Linked DNA regions of Oryctolagus cuniculus: region 1 is linked to region 2. Evidence: chromatin contacts called from public Micro-C data. All regions are on one chromosome and are shown on one strand. Each heading gives the region's core, a stretch centred on a gene start, on an enhancer-like site or on the middle of the called end of the contact. The rest is flanking DNA. Distances are from core to core; before and after follow the strand shown. Region 1 has its middle 56 kb from the start of CASP3. Region 2 holds the start of IRF2 (interferon regulatory factor 2).

The links. Hi-C and Micro-C count contacts between places; a contact is called where the count stands out from the background.
Region 1: a Micro-C map of ear pinna shows a contact between it and region 2, with 4 times the contacts expected there. The contact joins the enhancer-like site here to the promoter of IRF2 in region 2. A contact is called at or near these places in 3 of 6 Hi-C or Micro-C datasets (ear pinna, psoas muscle and an unstated tissue).

Annotation. Positions count from the first base shown.
Region 1 is chr2:66,352,097-66,358,158 of mOryCun1.1, forward strand. No RefSeq gene overlaps it. Among named protein-coding and RNA genes, the nearest start is that of CASP3, 56 kb to the right of the region's middle. Within about 2 kb of position 1,820, at least 8 of the 8 cell types and tissues checked have an H3K27ac peak or open chromatin away from gene starts, as enhancers often do. A contact at or near this core is called in ear pinna, where this site is marked.
Region 2 is chr2:66,289,961-66,296,047 of mOryCun1.1, forward strand. It overlaps IRF2 (interferon regulatory factor 2), which reads right to left and starts at 2,353. Exons shown (of 9, transcript XM_002709493.5): 1 at 2,034-2,353.

The sequences.
Region 1 (6,062 bases), core at 570-3,069, 62 kb after region 2:
ACTTTCTTGCCTGTCCATGTGTGCTGTCTATTTTAGACCTGCCAGCCCCTCTAACTGTATAAACCAGTTCCTTAAGGTAAATCTTAGCAAATTTCTCCTTCCTATATATATTTGAGTATCTCTTATAGAGGTAGCAACATACATATATATATAGAAGTACGTACATACACAAGCATATCTAATGCAGGCAGTCCTGTGCCACATGATGTATGATGGTGCTCCTGGAAGATTTTATCATCTAGTGGCACAGCAGCTCTTTGTGTTAGTACACTCTGCGATGTCCACACAGTGATGAAATTTGCCTAACAGTGTATTTCTCAAAATGTGCCCTGTCATTTGGTAAACATATGCTGTACATGCTTGTAAGAGGGGTCCTGAAAAAGTCCACAGAATATGCACATTATGAAAAAAACTATGCATGGATTTCAAAATTCTTTTCAACAAAATAAACATCATTTCATTCTATTTTACATGAGCCTCCTGAAGTATCCTGTGTATGGTGTATACACATAAGCATGTGCATATATGTGTTTCTATATATATATAATGTGCACATACATACACGTCCCCTCCTGAATCTGTTTCTGTGGGGTAAGAGTGTTCTGGGCACAGGGAGCATAAAGAGCTGAGGCACCATGAATGGAATTTGGGCTGGCCATTGACAAACAACTGTCAACACTTAGGGCTCCTCCCAGCCTCAAGCTTACAGAGCAGAGAGATACTGCTGTCTGATGACCCATCTGTTGCCCCCAGACCACCAGTCTGGACTCCATGGCCATTGTTTGAATTATTTTATTTAATCAGCATTCCTAAATTGTCCCAGTCTTTGATCACATGCCACACTGTTATTTTTACCCACTCACTTCGGTGATTGTGGTGTTCAGGAACCACGTTCACGTACTTATTTTTGAATTGCCTTTACAAAAACTGTCAATTGGGAAATACAGATAATATCATCTGTATTTTACAGGTGAGAAAACTGAGACCCAAAAAGGTCAACTACTTTGCATGAGATTACAAAATGTCAGAGTTGGGTTGCAAGCCACATCTTTCTCGACAATCTCACATTTATTGAAAAGCAATTTATGAACACCTGTAATTGCTCACTTCCCAGACACAATTCACTCTCAACTCATTTCAACCTGACACTCCTCTCACTCCTGCATTCATTCTGCTTTCCTGGCGAAGGGGCAGAGAGTGTAGTTTCCCATGAATGGCATACATACATTAAGGCTGTCAGTCAAATGGCGCGTTGAGACGATTCTCATTTCCTCTTAAGTGGGTATTCCCCCACGGTTCTGTCTTCAGAACACATTAACGAGAACCAGTTTCAAAGGCCATAAAAATAGGGACCCCTCACCCAACTGTAACGAAGTACAAAACCACCTAGGAACAATCTACAGGGCAAACGATCCGATAGCCTTCTTCAGTCTTCCTTTTCTCTACCAGAATCCCCGTGATAGAAGGAAAAGAAAAGTCGCCAGTACGCCCCAGGATTGTCGGCTGTCTGCCCCTGGGTTGGAGTTCCCACAACCTCAAGGCGCAGGAGACTGAATGACGGGAGCGACGGACACTACCTGTGCTGGGCTGGCGGGTAGTGAGGCTCGGAGAAGCAAGCCGTGCGCCCGCTAGAAACCTAGATGGGCCGTCTCTCGGGTGCGCCCGCTGTTCTCCCGTTACAATAGATAAATAAGTAAATAAAAGCCACTCCCAATACCTTTGCACCCTAAACGTTCCCTCCACCTGGCCCGGCCCCTAGTACACAGGAAACGCCGAGGCAGGAAGTGGGGCTGCGCGAGCGACGCCGGAACGATGCATCCTGGGAATAGTAGTCCGCACCCAAAATGCGCAGGCGCGGGGTGGCGGCGGAACAGGGGAGCAGGACCCACGGGGGTTGTAGTTTCTCATGGGTGGCACACGATAAGGCTGTCACAAAGTCCGGGGACGCTGTTTGGAGGCTTGTTTCAAGGGCGAGGTCCCCGAATGTCCGCCGCACAGAGAGAATTGGTGTGTGTCGGCCTCCGTCCAGCGGTAGAGCTGAGAAGGGCTGAGATAGCCCCCAAGTGGCCGTACCTGATGTCCTCCCGGGACTCTGGAATCGCGGCAGATACTGTAGAAGGAAGGCAATGAGCCGTCCCACAGGGTCACAAGAACATCCGCCTTGTAAATAAAAGGACGTTTTGGAAAACTTTGGGCCGCTTAAAAAAAATACCGAGAACTAAACAAAACAAAGAATTACCAACATATTTTCTGCATATGATACACGGACGAATGAAAATAGAACCCATTCTGTAAGCTGATATAGCAAAAATAGTTAATTAGCGGCTTTTTGTTTTGTTTTGGATTAGAGGATTAATTTTTTTACAGTTTTATGCATTTTGCTAATTGCTCACAAGGATGAAGGATCCCTTTTTGGTGTAAAATACTAAGTGTTGAAAAAGCATGTTTGAAGGCTAGTGTCTGCTAATACTAATTGATAGAACTAAAAAGGAGAGAACAATCCAACATGGGAAGCGGGATACACAGCAGACTCATAGAATGGTAGATGTCCTAAATAGCACTCTGGCCTCAGAATCAGCCCTTAAGGCATTCAGATCTGGCTAAAAAGCCCATGAGAGTATTTCTGGCATGGAAAGCCAAGACACTCTGGCAAAACAAAACAAAACAACACCTAGATGAAAGATCTCTGTGAGTGAGATCCCAGTGGAAAGAATGGGCCATCAAAGAAGGAGGTACCCTTCTCTGAAGGGAGGAGAGAACTTCCACTTTGACTATGATCTTGTCTAAATAAGATCAGAGTCGGGGAACTCCAAAGGCTTCCATAGCCTTGGCAACTCATGACAAGAGCCTAGGGTGACTACTGACGCCATAAACAAGAGTGGCAATTGTTAAGTCAACAACAAGAGTCACTGTGCACTTACTCCTCATGTAGGATCTCTGTCCTTAATGTGTTGTCCAATGTGAATTAATGCTATAACAAGTACTCAAATAGTACTTTACACTTTGTGTTTCTGTGTGGGTGGAAACTGTTGAAATCTTTATTTAATATATACTAAATTGATCTTCTGTATATAAAGATAATTGAAAATGAATCTTGATGTGAATGGAATGGGAGAGGGAGCGGGAGATGGGAGGGTTGCGGGTGGGATGGAAGTTACGTGGGGGAAGAAGCCACTGTAATCCATAAGCTGTACTTTGGAAATTTATATTTGTTAAATAAAAGTTAAAAAAATCAAAAAAAAAAAAAAAAAGAAAAGAAAAGAAAAAGCATGTTCGGCATTTTAAGGAGAAAAAAAAAGCAGTGGTGTCTACCACAGTGCTTTGTCATGTTTACTTTAGCTCTTTCCCACCCTCTTGCCTGCCTTCCAGCCTTCCTTTTTTGGTTCCTTCCTCCCTCCGTCTCTCCATACCTCCCTGTTTCTTTTCCATTCTTAGAAAGAGAGAGAGCAAAGAACTGCTAATGATACCTCAAAAGATTCATGAAAATGGAATTAGAGGATTAAGTTTATCTTGGTGCAAAAAATATGAAATCTATACATATGAGGGCCTTAGAAAAGTTTATGGAAATGTATATTATGAAAAAACTGCATGGATTTTTACTAGAATGGTGGTTTGTTTGTTATGTTTTGTTCCCAAAGTTAAAGTGATTTCCATCTGCATGTAAACTTTCATGAAAATTGTAATAGGACTCTGAGAGATGGCTAAGTTAATTATTTTAAGGATTTTATTTTTATTTATGTGAAAGAATTACAGAGAGAGGCAGGGACAGAGATAAAGGTCTTCCATTAGCTGGTTCACTCCCTACATGGCCGCCATGGCTGGAGCTGCACTGATCCGAAGCCAGGAGCCAGGAGCTTCCTCCGGGTCTCCCATGTGGGTGCAGAGGCCCAAGCACTTGGGCCATCTTCTATTGCTTTCCTAGGCCACAGCAGAAAGCTGGATCAGAAGGGGAGCAGCCGGGACTAGAACCAGCGCCCATATGGGATGCCGGCACTTCAGGCCAGGGCTTTCACCCACTGCGCCAAAGTGCCAGCCCCAGCTAAGTTAATTATTTCCCATAATAAGTTAACTTTTTGCCTTCCTCTGCCTGTTTTACAATTATTTATGCTCCCTTGTATTTATTTTTTCCCTGTCTTTATTTTCTTACAACTCTGGACAACATCATCCACTATCTAGGATATGTGCTAAATGCTGATAAACCTGTACTCAATAGCTCCAACCTCAATTTTCTTGTTCTTATGTCCACATGCCTTCAGAATACTTTTTTTCTTTTTTTTTTTCTGACAGGCAGAGTGGATAGTGAGAGAGAGAGACATAGAGAAAGGTCTTCCTTTTGCTTTTGGTTCACGGCTGGTGCGCTACGGCCGGCGCACTGCACTGATCCGAAGCCAGGAGCCAGGTACTTCTCCTGGTCTCCCATGAGGTGCAGGGCCCAAGCACTTGGGCCATCCTCCACTGCCTTCCCGGGCCACAGCAGAGAGCTGGCCTGGAAGAGGGGCAACCGGGACAGAATCCGGCGCCCCGACCGGGACTAGAACCCGGTGTGCTGGCGCCGCTGGGTGGAGGATTAGCCTATTGAGCCACGGTGCCAGCCAGAATACTTACTTTCACATTCTTGCAGGTTTTACCAATTGTCCAGATTATCAAACAAACATTGTCTTCAGTGCTTTCTTCCTTTTTGTGACTGTTCCTATTCATGAAATCCTATTACACAAACCTTTGATCCAGAAAATGTCCCAAATTCTCTCCTTCACAATTCACATTCTTGATACTCTCCCTCCCTTTCATTTCCCCACTATCATCACCTTGGCTCCGAATCTTGTCTATACTACTGCACTAGCCATTTGCTGACCTCTCTGCTTTATGGTATTTCAAAACATATTTGGGGCCAGCGCTGTGGCATAGTAGGCTAAGCCTCTATCTGTGGCACTGGCATTCTGTGTGGGTGCTGGTTGGAGTCCTGGCTGCTTCACTTCTGATCCATCTGCCTGCTGAGGGCCTGGGAAAGCAGTGAAACATGGGCCAAATCCTTGGACCCCTGCACCCATATTGGAGACCCAGAAGAAGCTCCTGGCTCCTGGCTTTGGATCAACTCAGCTCTGGCCATTGCAGCCATTTGGGGAGTGAACCAGATCAAGATCTCTCTCTCTCTCTCTCTCTCTCTCTCTCTCTCTCTCTCTCCCTCCCCCTCTCTTTCTCCCTCTCTGTAACTCCACCTCTCAAATAAATAAATAAAATCTTTTTTTAAAAAAAAAATCCTCAACAAAATCCCTGCCCACATGTGTCTCATATCTGCCTGCCTCTCCAGCTACGCCTTCCACTCATCCTTACTTCATTTCATACGTCCCAAGTACACTAGCTTCTAGCATTTCTTTGGACAAATTGTGTTGCCCAGGGACCGATGCTCTGGTGTAGAGTTAAGCCTCTGCCTGCAGTGCCAGCTTCCCATATGGGTGCCAGTTCAAGTCCTGGCTGCTCCACTTCTGATCCAGCTCTCTGCTAATGCACTTGGGAAAGCAATGGAGGAGCAAAGTACTTGGGCCTCTGTACCCACATGGGAGACTCAGAAGAAGCTCCTGGTTCCTTGCTTCTGCCTGGCCCAGCCTCGGCCACTGTGGCCATTTGGGGAGTGAACCAGCGGGTGGAAGACCTCTCTCTCCCTCTCTCTCTCTCTGCCTATCTTTCTCTCTCTGTGTAACGCTTTCAAGTAAAAATAAATAAATCTTTAAAAAAAAAGAAACATTGGGTTTCTGCAGGCTAACAAAGACATAACACACATGAATATTTAAATACAATTTGATGAGTGCATAGAAAGGAAACTCAAGTTCCTGGGAAGCCATAAAGGAATATAACTTTATCAGATGATAATGGGATGGTTGGCTAGAGGAAGAAGGGAGTAGGAGAGACACATTGAGGCCAGAGAGGTTAGCTTGTACAATGACATGGAATTACAGGGCAATACAATTTTTAAAAAAGATTTATTTGAAAGATTTATTCATTTATTTGGCTGCAATGGCCAGAGCTGTGCCAATCTGAAGCCAGGAGCCAAGAGCTTCTTCTGG
Region 2 (6,087 bases), core at 1,103-3,602:
GTCTAACATCAAGACCATCCGCCCCTGTGTCTGATACCAGACCCCTGTCTGCACCTGCCCTGGAGCACCAAAATGTGCAGGCTGCCAAGTGCAAGGGGTGCCCGCAGTGCATCTGAAAACCAATCAACGTCTGCACGCAGGACTGCAACCCCGATGATTCCTGAAAATCCACAACAGGAAACGTAAGTATCCTCCACCCTCCCTGGCCATTCATCAAAAGCAGACCGAATCACAGCCACGGGGCGGCCACGGGCAGAAGGCAAAGGCCGGCACTTTTCCTCGTTTTAGAAGGGCTGCATTTTCTAATTCCACAGCCAAGGACGGGAAGGAGAAGGCTGAAGACCGCGGAGCGGGCAGTAAGCCCCCAAGTTTCAAACACCGTGGGGTTAGCAGCCAGGGAGAGCTACCGCGCTACATACACAGTCGGCCCGGCGGGTCCTGCCTACGCCGGCCGCCCCCGGCGCCCCAGCGGTGCCCAAACACGCGGCTCACGCCCCGGTCGGGCGGCCAGCCTCCGTCCCTTTCCCCCCTTCCGAGGGGACACGCGGGTAAGGGTGGCAAACGCACCGGGGCCAGCGGGTGCTGCCGCCGCGTTCCGGGGAGGGCGGGAGTTGCCAGCGACACCCTGTGAACTTGGACAGGCTCCCCGGGCCCCCGGCGGGTGCCAGCCCCCGGACCGTGCCGCCGGGAGCGGCCGGGCGCCGCGATTGGCTGCAGCCGGCATCGCTCGGTGGGCGAGCCGGGGCGGGCGAGGCGGAGAGGAAGTGGCGGCCGCGGCTTTGCACCAACCATGTTCGGCCGGCGGGCGAGTGTCACCCGGCGCCCACAGCGGGGTCGGAGGGCGCGGGGCGGGCATTCCCGTCCCCACCCCGCCGCCGCCCCGCGCCCCAAGCCCCCCTCTGGGGGGACGCCGGCCCTCGCGCCTGCCCTCCCGGGCGCCGCTCGGTCCCCGGAGGCTCCCTGCCCCCACCTCGCCCGCTCCGTAGCCGAGGCGGGTCAGGCCCAGCGCGCGAGGCCGGCCGGGGGCGCCGGCGGGGACCCGGAGGCGCCCGGCGCTAGGCCGCGGCCGGGGCAGATGACCCGTCCGCGCGGCGCCCTCCCGAGACGCGCCGCCTGAGCCCCTCGCGCGCCGGGACAAGTGCAACGACAAAGCCCCCGGGCCAGGCCGGGCGCTGGCCGGCGGGAAGGAGGACGCGGCGTCCCTCCAGAGTGGCGGCGGCCCAGCCCCCAGGAAGCCCGGCGCGTCGGCCAGGCCCGGCGCCCAGCCTCGCGCTCCGAGCCCGCTCCGGACGCTGCCACCCGACGCCCGCGACCCTGCCCGGTGCCGGGCGGGTGGGCGAGCCCCCAGGCTCAGCCGCGGGGCGCCCCTTCAAGTTTGCTGTCGCCGGGGCGCGGGCAGCTGGCGGACGGCGGGTGCCCGCTTATTTACACTGGCGGCTGCCGCGGGAGAGGCGCCGCCGCCGGCACCGAGGAGGACCTGCTCCCCGCCTTCGGGTCTGCTGGCGGCCGCGGCTTGTAAACACACATACACGCACACGCAGACAGGACAGTTTTGGTTTTAAATGAGGCCCTGCTCCAGCGGACCCGCACCCCGACACACGACACCTGAGGTACGGAATCACACAGAACAGCTCTGTGTCCATGGAACCACTTCTTCGCATCTGCAAATCCAAAAGTGAAATTAAACCTCCACCAACCTCCTCCTCCTCCCTCTCTACCTCCTCCTCCTCCTCCACCTCCTCCTCCTCCTCCTTGCAGCCTCAGCAGCCCCAGTAGCAACAGCAGCAGAACAGCCGAACCTGCTTCCCCTAAAACCAGATGATCCATAATTGCGCCGAGTGATCCTCCACAAACCGGCATTAATTTTTAGGAACCCCGGCATTTTCCGTCTGCAAAACATCGTGTCAAAAGCATCAGGACACGCACACGCAAACGCACAGCCCCCACCCCCGGCCCCGTCAACAAGCCCTCGAGAGAAAACACACGCACCGTCACAACTATTATTTGGCCAAAAAAAAAAAAAAAAATGTTACCTTCTCCGTGTGCTTTTTCACGCTAGCCGTGCAATCCCGCAAGGGCTAAGTGTTGCTAGGGTGTGGGAAATGGAAACGAAAGCCCGTCAGTTGAATAATCGCGGGAGCAAAACTAAAAGTTACTCCCCGGCTGGCCTGAGAACAGTCCAGATCGAAAGCAAAACAAGGAGAGGAAACTGCGAAGCGCCGCGGCTGGAAATCCCCCCGCCCCCCGCCCCGCTCGCCGCCGCGCGCCCTCGCCCGCCTCCCTCCGCCCGCCTCCTCCGCCCTTCCTCCCCAGTGTTTGTCTCGGCCTTGTGCAACCGGGAGGCGGCGGCCGAGGGCGGGCGCGAGCGGCCGGGCCGCGGGGCGCGGAAGTTCGCCGCCGCCGCTCATTGGCTCGCGGCGCCGCTTTCATCGTTTCTCGGAAAAGTCGATTTCATTTTCACTTCCCCACGTCGCGGGAGCCACGGGCGGCCGCGCGTGAGTCTAGCTGCTCGCGCACAGGGGCGCTCGCGTTCCCCGCAGCCGCACGCGCGTGAGGGCCCCGGGTGGGGAGCGGGCGCGGGCGCGGGTTTGTTGGGGCGGGGGTCAGGTCAGAAGCTGGTGCAGGCTGGGGTGGGAGCGAGGACGGGCAGGTGCGGGCCCTGCGCGTCCTCGGGGTCGCCTGGCGCTCTGAGGAGGGGGACCCGAGGCGGGGAGCGTGCGGGGCGCGGGGACGGGAGGGCGGCAGCCGGTTGCTGTGGGGCAGCAGAGTGTAGCACTGCCCACCTCGAAGGAGCGAACGCGGGGCAGTGATGTGAAAAGTCGGCATCCCTGGCGCCCCGTGGGGAGGCTGGCGAGCGTGGGAGTCGCTGCTCCTCAAAGATGTGGTGGCCGGGGTCGGGGCCTGGGCGGAGACTGGATGCTTTCTTAATTGGCCTCTTTAGTTCACTCGCTGAGCACCCTCGGCCTCAGGTTTCCAGGCCGGGGATAAATGGGAGAATAGAATACAGGTGCCTCAGCCGCCACCTCTAAGCCCAAACTCACAGCACTTGGGACCCAGTCCTTTCTCATCACTTGCATAGGAGAGGATAGGCGCACACCGATTAGAGCCGCCTCTCCCCATGGGGGGCTTAGGCAAACGGCTCGTCCCTTCTCTAGCTATTTCTTCTCATATTATTTCCAAAAGTAATAATAAACTCCAGCACCTGTCTTTGTCACAGAAGCATTGAATTATGTGCACTGGATAAAGAAAAGTGTCGGGATATGCACGTGTGGTGGGGCGGGAGCTGAGGATCTAGTGTCCCGTTTTGTGGCTATGGACTCCAGTGGGTCTCATATACGCACATTATTCATTGTCCCCTCTGTCACAGCGACCCAGACACTCACTTTTCTTAATTTGTATATCCATGACGCCCATAGGGGCAGACACACAAACTGTAGGATAGTTGTCACTCTTCACCCACCCTGAGACCCAGATCTCTCTCTTTTTTTTTCGACCAAAAAAGTTGCCTCACTGTATTTCCCCTGGAATGTGAAGAAGAAGTGGGGAAGAAGAAAGAAGAAGGGAAGAAATCATCAGGGTGTCGGTTTGAAATTCTCACTCTAGGCACACATGGGACCCAGATCTCGCCTCGCAGCCCCAGGAGTGCAAGAAGCAATAGCCTGGTGTCATGGCACCCGCAGGTGCTGCGTTCCCTGAGTCTCTCAAAGCCAGCTGCGTCCATGCTGTTATTTTAGGGGAGCCAGACAGAGCTGGGCCCGCACATGGCTTCACTGCCTCCTGACCACTGCCATGCGGGAGAGTAGCTAGCTTGAGGACTGGTGGGATTCTGGTGCTTGTCTTCCCGAGGAAGATGTTCAAGAAGCTGTCTTTGAGAAGGATGAAGTTGGTTGTTGACTTTTTTTTTTAAGCCACACTTCAAGTCATCTTCCCTGCAGCATAAATCCAGTCTGTTGCATCCTGGAAACCTATTGATGCTACTCCAAGCATCTTTGGGCCTGGTCCATCCCTAGGGCTCTGCCTTCCCTCGGTTATAGTAGTTGCCTAGTAACTGTGCTGCCTGTATCATTCCTTAGGCTGCTCCAGGCCAGCAGCCATACTACTAACCGAGTTAAGTAGAAAATTAACATCGGGCAAAGCACAGTTCCGACCGTGGCTCTTCGTCTCAGCAGCCTCCCTGCAGCCTTCAAAGTGAAGGCCATGTGCTTTGACAAGACACATCAACTTGGCTCCTCCAGCCTCACCTCCTGCCACCACTCCCCAGGAGCCCTACATTCCCCCCCCCCACACACCTTGCCAAATCAGCTGCCACTCCCTTTGGTCAAACAGCAGAGCTAACCTCTTGGTCATTATTTTATCCTTAGCATGGGGCCCAGCACATAGGAACTCAAACGCTTCTTAGTGAATCATTACTTGCTCTTTGCTTTATAAAACATTTTAGACTTTATCAAAGCATTTGTTTTATACTTTAATAGCTTTTCCATATACATGGATCTGATGTTTATTAGACACAATTCAGAAAATATAGGACCTTTAAGAGAAGAAAGTCAGCTACCTAAAATGTCACCCATTGGGAATAGATGTATTGATATTTTACATATATTTCCTTCTAGTCACCTTTCTGCAGGGCCATTTTCTGTCTCTGCGTCATTGAGCAACGTTGATCATCCTGCCTGTTTCCCATGATGCCTACGTGACATCCTCCTGTCCTCCTCTATTGCTTGGCTGGCTACTCTTCTGCTGCCAGCCCCTAAATTATGGTGTTTCCAGACGTTCTGTCCTAACCCTCTTATTTTCTCATTCTATGTGCTTTCTCTTCGGGTGCTGTCCTCCACGCCCAGTGCTCCACAAATACCAACACAGACGGCCCCCAATTTATGATGCTTTGACGTAATGATTTTTTTTTCAGCTTTATGGTAGTGCAAAAACCAAGCTTCAGATTTTGACTTTGGGTCTTTTCCCAGGCCAGTGATAGATGGTCCAGTCCTTCCTTTCGGTGCTGGCCAGAGGCAGGCACAGCTCCGGGTCAGCTCCGGGATCACCAAGGAAACATCGCATACTGTAGTGTGCTTGAGCTACGTGAGCAATAACATCTGGTAGGTTAGAGGGATTCGATGCATTTTCATTGTATGATATTTTTAGGTTACGATGGGTTTAGCAGTACGTATCCCCATCATGTCTCAGGGGTAGCATCTGTATTTGGTGTGTCCTCCAAATCTTAACTTCTGCGCTCTAGACACATTTCCTCCTAGATGCTGTCCATGTGCAACAAATTCATAACCTCATAACAAAACTCATAACCTTCCCCCACAGCCTTGCATTTGTCTCTTCATTGACTAGCCAGGAAACGGGGGGACATATAGACTCCCTCCTTTTCTTGAGCCCCTGGAGCACCCTAAGGCAGGGGGATTGCTTCCAATTTTCCAGGCACCTAAACTCGTAAAATACAGAATGCATTTGACTCTACTCTTACGCCCTTCATGACTTGTCACTGCTGACCAAACATGTAAGTGTGACCCAAAGCAGCCACCTGGGATTGACAGACACAGTGAAGAGGAATTTCTCAGTCTTTTGATGAGATGCTTAAAGTCATAAATCTCCGTGGGAAATGGATCAGTATAGCAAACTACAACCTTTTGGGAAGTCTGTGGGAACAGTGCTTTCTGGCATACCAAGGAAATCTCACCAAACGCCTTAGTCTAATATGAAAACAGCCTGTTGTGGGAGCAGCCTTGTGTAGGGAGAGCAGCGTGCTCCCAGGGGCGAAGCAAGTTTCTATCTCACCTGTGAAATGGAACGTCCCAAAAGAGCTACCTGGATGCGTTAGAACTAATTTCTTTTTGGGGGACTTGGGGAGGGACAATGAGTGGTTCTCCAGGAGTGGTTCTTAAGAAGTTTAAAGACACACTCCCAGTTAACTGCTTTCAGGTGGGTTTTTATTTTTCTAATAAATGAGAAAAGTTTCATAAAATAATCATTCAAGTCACATTTGCTAGGTGCCTGGGCGTGCTCCTCAGCACTGGGGACACTGCAGGGAATGAGGAGTGAAAGTCTCTGCTTCCCAGGTGTTCTGACAGTGTAGTAGATTCA